Regions from separate parts of the Mus musculus genome. Here all the other regions are linked to region 3. The links are chromatin contacts, called in public HiChIP or PLAC-seq maps. All regions are on one chromosome and are shown on one strand. Each heading gives the region's core, a stretch centred on a gene start, on an enhancer-like site or on the middle of the called end of the contact. The rest is flanking DNA. Distances are from core to core; before and after follow the strand shown.

Evidence for each region. HiChIP or PLAC-seq counts read pairs in DNA pulled down with a chosen protein or histone mark.
Region 1: a contact with region 3 is called in an SMC1A HiChIP or PLAC-seq map of large pre-B cells, with 5 times the contacts expected there. The contact joins two enhancer-like sites. A contact is called at or near these places in 2 of 15 datasets of contacts at CTCF or cohesin (large pre-B cells and pro-B cells), 2 of 484 Hi-C or Micro-C datasets (large pre-B cells and pro-B cells) and 1 of 115 datasets of contacts at active chromatin or transcription factors (large pre-B cells).
Region 2: a contact with region 3 is called in a CTCF HiChIP or PLAC-seq map of CD8 T cells, with 5 read pairs. The contact joins two enhancer-like sites. A contact is called at or near these places in 3 of 15 datasets of contacts at CTCF or cohesin (CD8 T cells, large pre-B cells and pro-B cells) and 1 of 115 datasets of contacts at active chromatin or transcription factors (large pre-B cells).
Region 4: a contact with region 3 is called in an SMC1A HiChIP or PLAC-seq map of large pre-B cells, with 2.7 times the contacts expected there. The contact joins two enhancer-like sites. A contact is called at or near these places in 2 of 15 datasets of contacts at CTCF or cohesin (large pre-B cells and pro-B cells), 1 of 484 Hi-C or Micro-C datasets (liver), 1 of 115 datasets of contacts at active chromatin or transcription factors (large pre-B cells) and 1 of 9 other capture datasets (embryonic stem cells).

Annotation. Positions count from the first base shown.
Region 1 is chr16:25,248,041-25,250,740 of GRCm38.p6, forward strand. No RefSeq gene overlaps it. Among named protein-coding and RNA genes, the nearest start is that of Tprg, 37 kb to the right of the region's middle. Within about 2 kb of position 1,426, at least 81 of the 459 cell types and tissues checked have an H3K27ac peak or open chromatin away from gene starts, as enhancers often do.
Region 2 is chr16:24,913,269-24,915,968 of GRCm38.p6, forward strand. All of the region lies in intron 10 of Lpp (LIM domain containing preferred translocation partner in lipoma), which reads left to right. Among named protein-coding and RNA genes, the nearest start is that of Gm52245, 27 kb to the right of the region's middle. Within about 2 kb of position 1,328, at least 143 of the 459 cell types and tissues checked have an H3K27ac peak or open chromatin away from gene starts, as enhancers often do.
Region 3 is chr16:24,258,475-24,261,174 of GRCm38.p6, forward strand. The region is part of intron 1 of Gm31814 (a long non-coding RNA gene); the gene reads right to left. Among named protein-coding and RNA genes, the nearest start is that of Gm31814, 3.4 kb to the right of the region's middle. Within about 2 kb of position 1,302, at least 9 of the 459 cell types and tissues checked have an H3K27ac peak or open chromatin away from gene starts, as enhancers often do.
Region 4 is chr16:24,885,641-24,888,340 of GRCm38.p6, forward strand. All of the region lies in intron 9 of Lpp (LIM domain containing preferred translocation partner in lipoma), which reads left to right. Among named protein-coding and RNA genes, the nearest start is that of Gm22672, 2.8 kb to the left of the region's middle. Within about 2 kb of position 1,416, at least 19 of the 459 cell types and tissues checked have an H3K27ac peak or open chromatin away from gene starts, as enhancers often do.

The DNA.
Region 1 (2,700 bases), core at 176-2,675, 990 kb after region 3:
CAAACTTCATGTAAGTGTGAATTAACTCTACTGTAGAGAATGGTCTGAAAATGAAGGTCTAGAGGAGAGGAGGTAGGTGTGGCGCCTCTGAGGTGGTACACTTTCAGATCACTCATGGCTCTTAAGAGTGTTCTGTATCGTGTCCAAGTCTAACAGTAAGACAGCTCTTAAAAAAATAGGTCAGTTTTGTGCTTGTCTTTCATTTTACCTGCTCTGGTCCATGGTCCCTCTAGCCAGTGACATTCCTGAGCAGAAGAGAAGAGAGTGCATAGCAGTGCCATAAAATGACCCAGGAAGTTTGTACACTGTGGACAGTCAACCTCGAGCTGATCGATGTTCAGTGCAAGCCCTTCAGTGAGACACTGTTGTGTTGTGACTACTCTTGTGACTTGTGACAAGTTGCCTTCTCCTCTTTAATTTCCATTTCTCCAAGTGCAACGTGGAATTTCCATCATATGCCCCATGGTTCTCCGTGGTTCTGGTGGGATTTGAGGAGCGTGAATTACAAACTGGTATCCCGGAGCCATCCAGTCTAACGCAAGCTTTACTTTGCTCTGGGAGTAAACCTTAAGAAAAGGTCAGTTTTGCAGACGTCTTGAGGTTGTGTTCCAACGTCCTCGTTAAATAACCGAAGTCCAGACTGGCAGGCCCAGGGGAATATTTAATCAAGTAAAAAAAAAAAAGGCCAAGTCATTACTGGAACTCCGTCATCAGACCTGTAAACACAAGCATTTATTTGTGGGTGTCATGAGAAAGTGTGTTCACTTGTAATACTCTCTCCTGTACAGGTTCTACTTGTCAAATGTGTATGACTCTTCTGATAATTCAGAAGAGTGGAGAGAGCAAGACGAAAGGAAAGAGAGAAAATTACAACTGTAAACAGACTCTGGACAGCGAAGGATCAAAACAGCCTCTGGCTTGACTGGATGAGTCATAGCTATAGTCAGACCACAAATAGAAGCATAGCTTCTCTGTTGAAGGGCAGTCTTCCTGTCTGGAGAGGAAACCCAGCTCTGATTGGAGATAGTAGTTTTTGCAGACTTCAAAGCATCGCAAGCAACTGAACAGACAAGAGAAAGGGTTGGTAAACAGCGTTCCAGGTGCTACTCTGGAGAACCAGCCGCACAGCTCTGATTTGAAGCTATGTAGACATACTTTCATCGGAAGCCAAAAGCTGGTGGTTTGTTTGTATGCTTGGTTTGTTTTTTTCTTCTGCTTCTTTCTATAGTATTACTCCCTTCTAGCATCTGCATCTAATTTCATCTCAAGTAATGCAAGTTGTTCCTCCAGGCTCACACTCCAGGGCACAGAGAGAGATTGGCAAAGGGCCATCTAAGGAGGTAGGAGGAAGGCAAGGGCACGTGTTTTGAAACTACGAGGAAGGTGATGCTTTCAACAGGGCAAGTCTGAGACTGAGAGGGTGTGGCAGAACAGAGGAACATTCTAGTGGTTCCTACTAGGTAGACAAGCCAGTTTGGCCTCCTGAATTTAGACTTTAACACTGAGTCTGGGTATAGCTTAAAATTTAGTGTATATGTGAGGAAGAAGAACATGGAAAATTGGAATGAACGAATGGGACCCGGTGTCGGAGCCTGAGTGCCATTAAAGGTCTGGACTCTGTATGCTGTGGAAACAGGGAGGCAAGAAACAGAGACTACGGAAAGATGGGAACTCCAACCATGGGAGGTAGAATGAAGCAAGCTCAGGAAGGCCAACTACATCTGCTGTCACTTGGATGCTTGTCCAGCACAACGTAAGCCCCTGAACTTAGAAAGCACATAGGAGAGACGATGACATCGATAGATCTAATCGCTGGAGGATAGCAACATAAAATGTTTTTTACCAGTACATGTTTTGGTGTGTGTTAAGGTCATTGAGCTGAGTAGATGGGACCTGGAAAACTATATAGTCAGGTGATTGAAAATGACAAATGCATAATTTCCATTTGATAGACATAGGGGACAGGCAGTGAGGGAAAAGTTACCTGCACCATGTGTTTGACATTGGTGGTTTTGACTGACACAGGTTCACTACTTGCTCCACATTTCCTTTCCAACCTACGCTAGTAGCTTTTCTATCTGCTGTGATAAAATTCCCAGCTAAAGTGACCTACAGAGGAAGTATGAATTTAGACCTAAAGTTCCAGAGTACACAGGCCATGGTGGCAGGGTAGGTGCAGGAGGCGATGCGTCCTATTACATCTGTAATCAGGAAGCAGGCATAATGAAAGATGTTCAACCTCACTTTCTCATTTCATTCAAATCGAAACCCCAGCCCATAGAATCATACCTTCCACTTTCAGGGTGTCTTTTTCCACCTCAATGAACCAAATCTAGACTTATTTAAAGGATCGTTTCCATACCGACTCAAGTTCTGGTCGAATTGACATTTGGTGTTAGCTATCACACAGCTTTGATTTCACCCTGAGTCTTGGCCCTTGGGATCCCTGCAACACTGAACTTCTGTCAGGCAGCTGTGCCCTGGCTTCCTGTCTGAGGGTGGGTGAGTCACCTGTTCCCACTGGGTCCTGCATTCCTCATGTGTGAAATGAGGATGGGACAACAGTCTAGCTGTATGTCTGGAACAAGAAGCACCTGTTGCCAGCATTCTCTTTAATAAGCAAGCAAGCAAACAAACAAAGCCAGCCAATGAATCCTTCCTGTCATCATCCATGTCTTACAGATGGCCTAATAGATGATA
Region 2 (2,700 bases), core at 78-2,577, 650 kb after region 3:
TTGATTTAGCTTTCTCTAAGTAAAATAAACTTATATATTGTTCCTATATGTGTTCCTTATAATAATCTAATTTGAACCAGTGACTAAAACATATGTTCTTGGTTCACCCCAGTTAGGTAATTTAACCTCTAATTTCTCTGTTTTGAAAATTGGGGACACCTTATTTTTTGGGAAGGAAAAAATATATTTACCTATTAACAAAACTCATCTAGGAGGCTGCTGTTTGTAAGCTGTGGATGTTGAACAGTCAGTGAAGCAGACTTTCAGTCTGGTTTAGGATTTTCATTTCCAATAAAGAACAGACAGAAGGGTCACGGCACTCATTCCTAAGGAAGTGATGCCTTACTGAGCTGAGGAGTGGACAGGAGGTTAGACGTCTCAGGCAGTGGAACTTGCTGACTTGAGGACCTGAAAGAGGCCACTGTGGTCAGAGACCGAGAGAGCAGCTTGAAGTAAGGCGGGTTTTGAGATGGACAGAGGTCTTGCTAAGGACTTTGGGCTTTCTCCCAAAAGGCAAAGACTGCTTAGCTATTTCATTATTTCTTACACACTCATCCATTACCAGCTTTTCCTGAAAGGTCTTTGGCAGCAGGGAAGAGGCGGAGGCAGCACCATGAGTAAGTGAACAGAGAATCTGCTCCCTGAGTGTTGTGGGTTTTAGCCACACCCCGTGTTCCATATCTCTCTCTGTGAAGCGCCTTACTTTCTAAAGCTGAAAGAAAGAGGAGCTTAAATTAAAGCATGGCTCAGCTAAAATACAACCTAAAGAGTAAACCATGTTTCCTGCTCCAGATGTGAACACATCTGCATTTTCTATCACATGATTTAGGAGAGACACCTTGAACTTGGAGCCATCCCTGTCTTTTTGTCTGTTAGGCAATGCTTATTACAGATGACTTCCTGGCACTTGTTTCCAGAAAGAGGTCCAGCGTAAATCCTTCTGAAGCCAGCATACTCCACTTTTCTGTACAGTGTGAGCCATGGTGCTCCCCCTTTTATAATCTTTTAAAAAAATATCTATCCTGACTGAGCTAGACCTCCTTAATCTTCATTCCTTTTCTTCCTGTTGAAATGGCAGGTTTCCTCTCCAAAATTTGGACAAGCTTTAAAATTAGATCTCAAACTGCCAGCCTCACAAATCTGCCCTGACAACAAATTTGTTGATTGTGTTTTCTCCTCAAGAAATAGAGTAGCTCTGAGAGGCATTGTGTTTAGCTAGCTGTCCTGGAAACACAGATACAGCTCTGGGCTCTGAGCCGACCAAGGGTTGTGGGCTTCAGTGACTTGGCAAAGCACAACAGGACAGAAGCCGGCAGAGCATGAAGCCTGTCTTTGTCATAGTTTGCTAGAAAGCCAGAGTCAGGCTCCCAGCATGTTCTTTCCCAGACTGCCACATGCCATAGGAGTGAGGGACAATTCAAGTGGCTGTAACGTATGTAAGTCAGTCCAGTCTGTCTTTCCATGATGCCTCATGTGTGACTGTTCCTACACACTAATTGTTGCTCATAAATTAAAATCATAGAATTGTCTAAACCTTTACATGTAGAAATTCTGTGAATTAGGTTTGTGTTTGACCCCAGTTGTCTGACCCCATGCATTCTGTCTAATACTATACTGATCCTGGCCTCCTTTATAGTCCCCAAGAAATCATGTTTGACCTTGCCTTTCTGATTCTATGCCTGGTACTGAAATATCTTGTTCACATTTTTATGCCTAAATGCTATATGACCAATTCCAGCATCATCTTGTCTTTGAAAATTGATTCAAAGTGATCATTTTCTGTCTTGCTCTGTGACACAGGTCTCCTCCTCCTCTTCCTCCTCCTCTTCCTCCTCCCCTTTTCCCCCTCCTCCTCCTCCTTCCTCTCCTATAGAAAAGAAAGGGAGACATTACCCTTGTCTGAATGATTCAGAACAGCAGGCAGACTTCCATTGCAAAGCTGTATGGCTGTGGCCTGGTAAGGTTCTACACTAAGAACAGGAGTTATGGTAAGGAAAGCTGCAGCATCTCATTAAAGAGTTACTATTCCATCTGACTGTTCACAGTGGTGAGGGATGAGCTGCCTTTCAAGAGGGGATCCCTTGGCCAAATGATTGGCACATTCCAACTGTGATGTGAGGTCTACACCCAGGCTAGAGATGCTATTCATGTGACCATAAGTTTTTTTTTTTTTCATAAAGGAGTTTTTGTTGCTACACTAACATTGCTTTTTTAGGAGAGGCGACCTTAAAGTCATTTAAGAAACATATCAAGAATGAGGACTCCTAAACATTTTTGGCATCTCTAAGCCTCTGGCAAGGATGAGTGTATCATGAGGCCCAAGGACACTTCTTGGTACGGGATACTTGAACCTGCTTCTAGTTAGGGTGTGGTTCAGATCTTAGCACATACCTTTAATCCATCTGGCTGGAATACAAACATACCCTTCGCACACACCTTTAGTCCCAAACAATGAAGGTAACATTAGCTTGTAGAAGGAAGCACTCATGTTTGAATTGAGTGGCAGGAAACGTGATGAATCAGAGAAAGATTTGACAGAATAGGATATGCCCAACTCTCCAAAGAGAGGAGGGGGAAAGGAAAGCTGCTTAATGGAGAGACAGACAGCACCGGAAGAAAAGCGCACAGTACAGGATATTCTAGAGTTCATGGAGAGCAGGACAGGAGAGTTGAACCAGCCAGCTAGGGTTCAGGAAGACC
Region 3 (2,700 bases), core at 52-2,551:
GAGGTGATGACTACTGGTTCTGACTGTTGTGGTGGTCACACAAATCTACACCTGACCAACCCCCCCCCCCTTCTGGTGTTCCAAGACAGGGTTTCTCGGTGTAGTCCTGACTGTCCCAGAACTCACTCAGTAGGCCAGGCTAGCCTCCAAATCAGAGCTCCACGTGACCAGGCTCCTGAGTGCTGGGATTAAAGTGGACATGTACTTCTACAGCCCCGCCTTCTCTAGGCAGGCTTTTCCTATGTGGCCTCATACTGATAGACTCACTCTGGATGACCCATTCTAATTTTACAGAACTAACTTTCAATGTAATTACATCTGTGTCTGCCTATCAAATTTAATGGTTGGCTCTTGCTACATTGACTTGCTATAAAACATGTATCAAAAGTTAAATATGGTTGGCACTAGGGTTGAATATGACTGTTAGTATTAGATATAATATGATTATCATTCTTCTGGGTAAATAGCTACATAAATCTTTAAACTTCAAAGATGGCCTTGCCGGACCAGAGATTTTCATTCAGGATTTTGTTTGTTTGTTTGTTTGTTTGTTTTTGTTTTATTTTGGGGGGGGGTCTCTCCTTTTTTTTTCTCCTTCCCAATGTCTTTAGGCCCTTCCAGATCTGTCTCAAGTATGTTTTAAAAGTCTTGATAAATTTGTCAAGATATCCTTCAGAAAAAAATGGTGTCAAATTTCATTGCCAGAAGTCAGGGAGTGCCCAGCTCCCCGTAGCCTGTCTCTTTAGTCATATTATACTGTGACCATTAGAATTTCAGCTTCCTCAAAATCCTTCTCCATACATGCATGGGGAATGATCTTTGAAAGCTAAAATAACTCTCAAGATCCTGTATGTAAGCTTTAATATACAAGCTGGCCACAGTATGTATATTTGCTTATTGGTTAAAACAAATATCCCATATTTTTCTTAGGCATTAGGTTTTCCTATTTAAAGTTAAAACTCTTTTGAGTTACTGATTTTTCAAGCAATAATCATTAACTCACCACTGAAGCTGTGATCTCCAAATATTTTTAATCAACACAGAAAAACAAAAACAAATAGTCATAACAAGACTTTTTTCATTTTATATTTTTATATTATAGTTTTATATTTTATATGTATATAACTCTCTAATCTAGGCCTTAAGAGATAATAAATGTTGGCATCGCTTATATTTCTGGCTAAAAGGTAAGCATGAATAGAAATTCTAGAATTTTCTGCCCACTCTCCAAAAGTTAGTGTTTTGTGTCACATCAATGAAGAAATGCTTTGTAGATTTGTCTCAAGGGAGGTTCTGTTTAGTACACGGTACCACAGTTGCTGCCTTCATGAGTTCATAGGCCACCTAGGAAAGTGGCAAGAGGGCATCTACACTGGAGGTGTGATAGCTGACAGGGAGAGATTGCTCCCAAAGAGGGAAGACTTAGTCTGAGGACACAGAGGCCCTGCAAGATTATGATAAATTCTAAAAAATGTTGACTTCTGCTCCCTGAGGAAGCCTTTCTCTCTCCCCTGCTCCTCACAGATGCAGCAACCTCACAGGATGTCGGCACAGAGAGGCCGGCTGGGGGACAATCTGTACACCTGCAGTGTGTGACTGTTGGTGGGTTTTTCTTTTGTCTTTTTTTTTTCCTGTTTGTTTAATGTATATATTTTTGCCTTTGGGACATAGTGACACACATTTCTGCTTCAGCAAATGCAATGCCATAGCAAAGGGAAAGACACTCCTTTAGTACAGAAGGCTGAACCTTAGCAAGTTGCTGTCTAATGATCCTTTATTGATTTCTGCTTTGGTGGTGGTGGTGGTGGTGGTGGTGGTGGTGGTGGTAGTGGTTATGGTAGTCTCACTACCTGGCTTGAAATGCCCTATGTAAACCATGTTGGCCTTGAACTCACAGAGATGGCCCTGCCTTTGTTTACTGATTGCTAAAGGCAGACACTACCACAGCAGACGTTTGTTACCTTTAATTATAAGAATTACCCATTCCAGAGAATGACAAGTAAACTTCCAAGACCTTTGACCTTTCCCTGAGTCTAAGGTACCCAGTAAGATCTGGATTGCCTGCCTGCCTGTTTGTCTGTCTGTCTGTTTGTACCATAGAATTTTCTCTTAGTAAAGAAGGTGGCCATGGCCATGCCCATTGCAGAAGAATTGTTCAGTTCCAGGTCAGTGAGACCCACAGTCTGAGATCTCATCTCACCAGACCGCCAAAGGCAGGTAGGATAAGTTATAGGTGTTTGTGTAAATATTTTGTATAGATAAATGAATATACATTAGAAAACTTTAACACCTTATCTATATAGGTTATCACTATAAAAACATATTGATGCTGTTCATGAATGTGTATTTTTTTTCCTCCTGCCTTTGGGAAATAGGCAGGAGGGAAACTACTTCTCTTTAGACATAGGGTGTTACCCCCCTACTTTAGCCTTTTATTCATTGTGTAAAAGATCAGGCTTGGTTTTCTTGTTCTGTGTTACCTTATTCAAGATAACTTTTTCTAGTTCTATCCATTTACATCTGATAGAAGACTAATATCCAAAATATATAACTAAACAGAAAACAACCTTAGGTATCAAGAAAACAAACCCAATTAAAAACTGGGGTACAGATCTAAACATAATTCTCAAAAGAGAAAACTCAAATGGCTGAGAAATGTTTAAAGAAGTGTTCAGTATCTTCAGTCATCAGGGGAATGAA
Region 4 (2,700 bases), core at 166-2,665, 630 kb after region 3:
GCAAGCTATGGGGAGTAAGCCGCTAAGCTGCATTCCTCCATGGCCTGAGTTTCAGCTTAAAAGCAAAAACAGAAGAATAATGGAAGGAATGTCTTGTCAGGACCACCAGCCCAGGGATGGCACACTACCCATAGTGGGCGGTAACCTCCTACATCAATCATTAAGGAAATGTTCCATGGACTCACCTATAGCGTGATCTTATGAGGGAATTTTCTCAGTCGAGGTTTCCTCCTCTCAGATGACTATACCATGTGTCAAGTTGGCATACAACTAGCCAGCAAAAAAGCAAAGGACTAACAAGAGAGGAAAAGGACCACAAAGGGAAGGATAGCAGAGTTTGAGGTACTGACTATGTCCTTATAGACTTGCTTGAATATGTCTTTTGCATACAGTTATTACTAGGAAGATGTTTTAAAATAACTTTTGTGAGCAAATACAAACAGCAAGCAGGCTTGAAAATACCTCTGGAAGCTCATATCCTGTACTTGCTTAGCCTATTGGTTTTCCTAGACTGCCTGTCTCTCCTTACATCTCGCCTATCATGCATTTGGAATTCAGTCTGGCTATTCAGGCTTAGCTCAACTATTAAGACATCCATAAGGCATTTAAATTTATAGTACTAGCATGACAACCACAGGTTTCAGTACATTGAGGAAGCCCTTGTAGTGTCCCAAGATAAAGGAGACCTGATTTATATACTTGGTTTCACCAACATTAAGGACATTGTTACATGTGGAAAAGAGAAGATAGGTACACAGGATCCCAGGCTGGCCACAGACAGTAGTAACATATGAAATCTTTTGGTATGTGTATCAGCTTTCCGGACCTCTGCTCCTGGAATATTTGATTTGCTAAGCATCCATTGCTTAGAAGCTCTGCATGCCGGCCCTGTGCCAGAGCTCCTTGCTTCCTGCTGCCTAGTCAACTGTGCTTCCTTCATGCCCTGGTGCCTAGAGGCCTGCCGACATTCCTCTGGCCTTTCCTGTTTAAGGCACTGAGGATTTTGTCTAAGTGACAGGCTGTGGTATGCTTTTACTAATGTGTTGTCTGAGTCCCTCTCAAAGCAAAGATACCCTCTGCCTGAGTTGCTTGCTCTGCATTCTGAATGCTCTCCTGAGGAATAGTTTATATATTCTTGTTAATGTAAAGGGGGAACATTTGGGCGCCTTGTTTTCTGTTGCTGGTTTGTAGACCTATTTTTAACTTTTGTTCTTTGCTGTTTTTTCCCCCTATGATTGTGAATTGGAAGGTGTCAGACTGGCTGCCCTTGAGGCTGGTGTCCCTAATTTATCCCAAGAATAGGAAGAATTTAAAGGAGGTAACAAAACTGGTCAGGCCCAGGTCCGGGTCCAGCACATTAGCCCAACCTACTCTGGAAGAATATTCTCCAGACGTAAAGAGAGACTTGTTTCTGAGAATGTAGGCCATCTGCTTCTGTGGCGAGCACACAGATGCTCGTTGAGGCCAGTGGTTTGCATCCAGTAAGCCACAGATGTTCATCCTTTCTTTGGCGGTGGGGGTGGGGCAGAAAGCAGCATTTTTCTGCCTCCCCCCTCTACCTGTCAAAATTGCATTCTCAATTGCCTTTCCTGGGAAAACTCTTGCAGAGGTGTTTTAGATGTGACTTCCCTTGCATATTTCGGTAGCACTTTTCTCTGCAGTGTGCCACACATGGTGCCTTAGACTGTTGAACCCGGGAAATTCCTCAGTCATGGTAAGAAGCGCTAGTGGTGACTAGTCCACTTCTTCTTGTCACACAAAAGCACACTGAAGTACTGGACAACGAGCTGACGTGAAGGAGATTGAAAACGAAATATTTTTCTTTCTGGAGCAGGCTTTCACTGTAGGCTGGTGATCAAAGATGTCCCATACCTGGGATAGCTGTCTAACTCTCCAGATGCCTTATAGGCTCAGGATATACATTCTTGTGCTGCACTTTGAACCAGAATAAGACAGCTGCTACTGCTGCCTAGCCAGCCACTGTGCCCCTCTCATGACCCCATCCTTATTTTGCCAAAGTATGTTTCTTAGATCCCTTGTGCTGCTTGACATCCTGTTAAGTGGTCCTTTCTGACTTAAACAAAACAAAAGGGAAAGTTAATATAGAAGAATAAGTGTGTTGACTTATATTGAATTTATAATATAAAAATCTACTTCTCATTCGAATCCAGTGGACTTGTAATAATGTTCACATGCTTTAATCTATTTTCCGCAACCCTCAGTGTGTTTTCTACAGTGAAATGCCATTTGTTGGCATAAAATTCTCAGAGGTATGGCATCATTTTTCAAACAGAGTATGCTTCATTTGATAGTAAGCCAGTAAAGTTTGGAGATGTGGTTTTGTTTTCAGCCTAATTACGAAAAGAGTGACAAATGAAAAAATTAATTTTCTTATTCTAACCAAAAAAGTATATGAATTTAAAGCATTTCTAACTATATGTCTAATGATAAAACAACTATAAACTATATTACAAATATCACAATTGTATTAAACATCAAGAAGATAGCCTGAAATTTCACATTAATATAGTTGTAGCAGACACAGTCCATTTTTTAAGACTTAAACTTCTTTTTCTCAGTGTTTCAAATTAGTTTGTTTGTTTTTTAAGATATGCTCCAATCCTGCAAAAGAATACAAAGGAATATTTACAGGACCACATGCAATCTGAGAGAAATATATTTACCTCTTCTCACTCATTG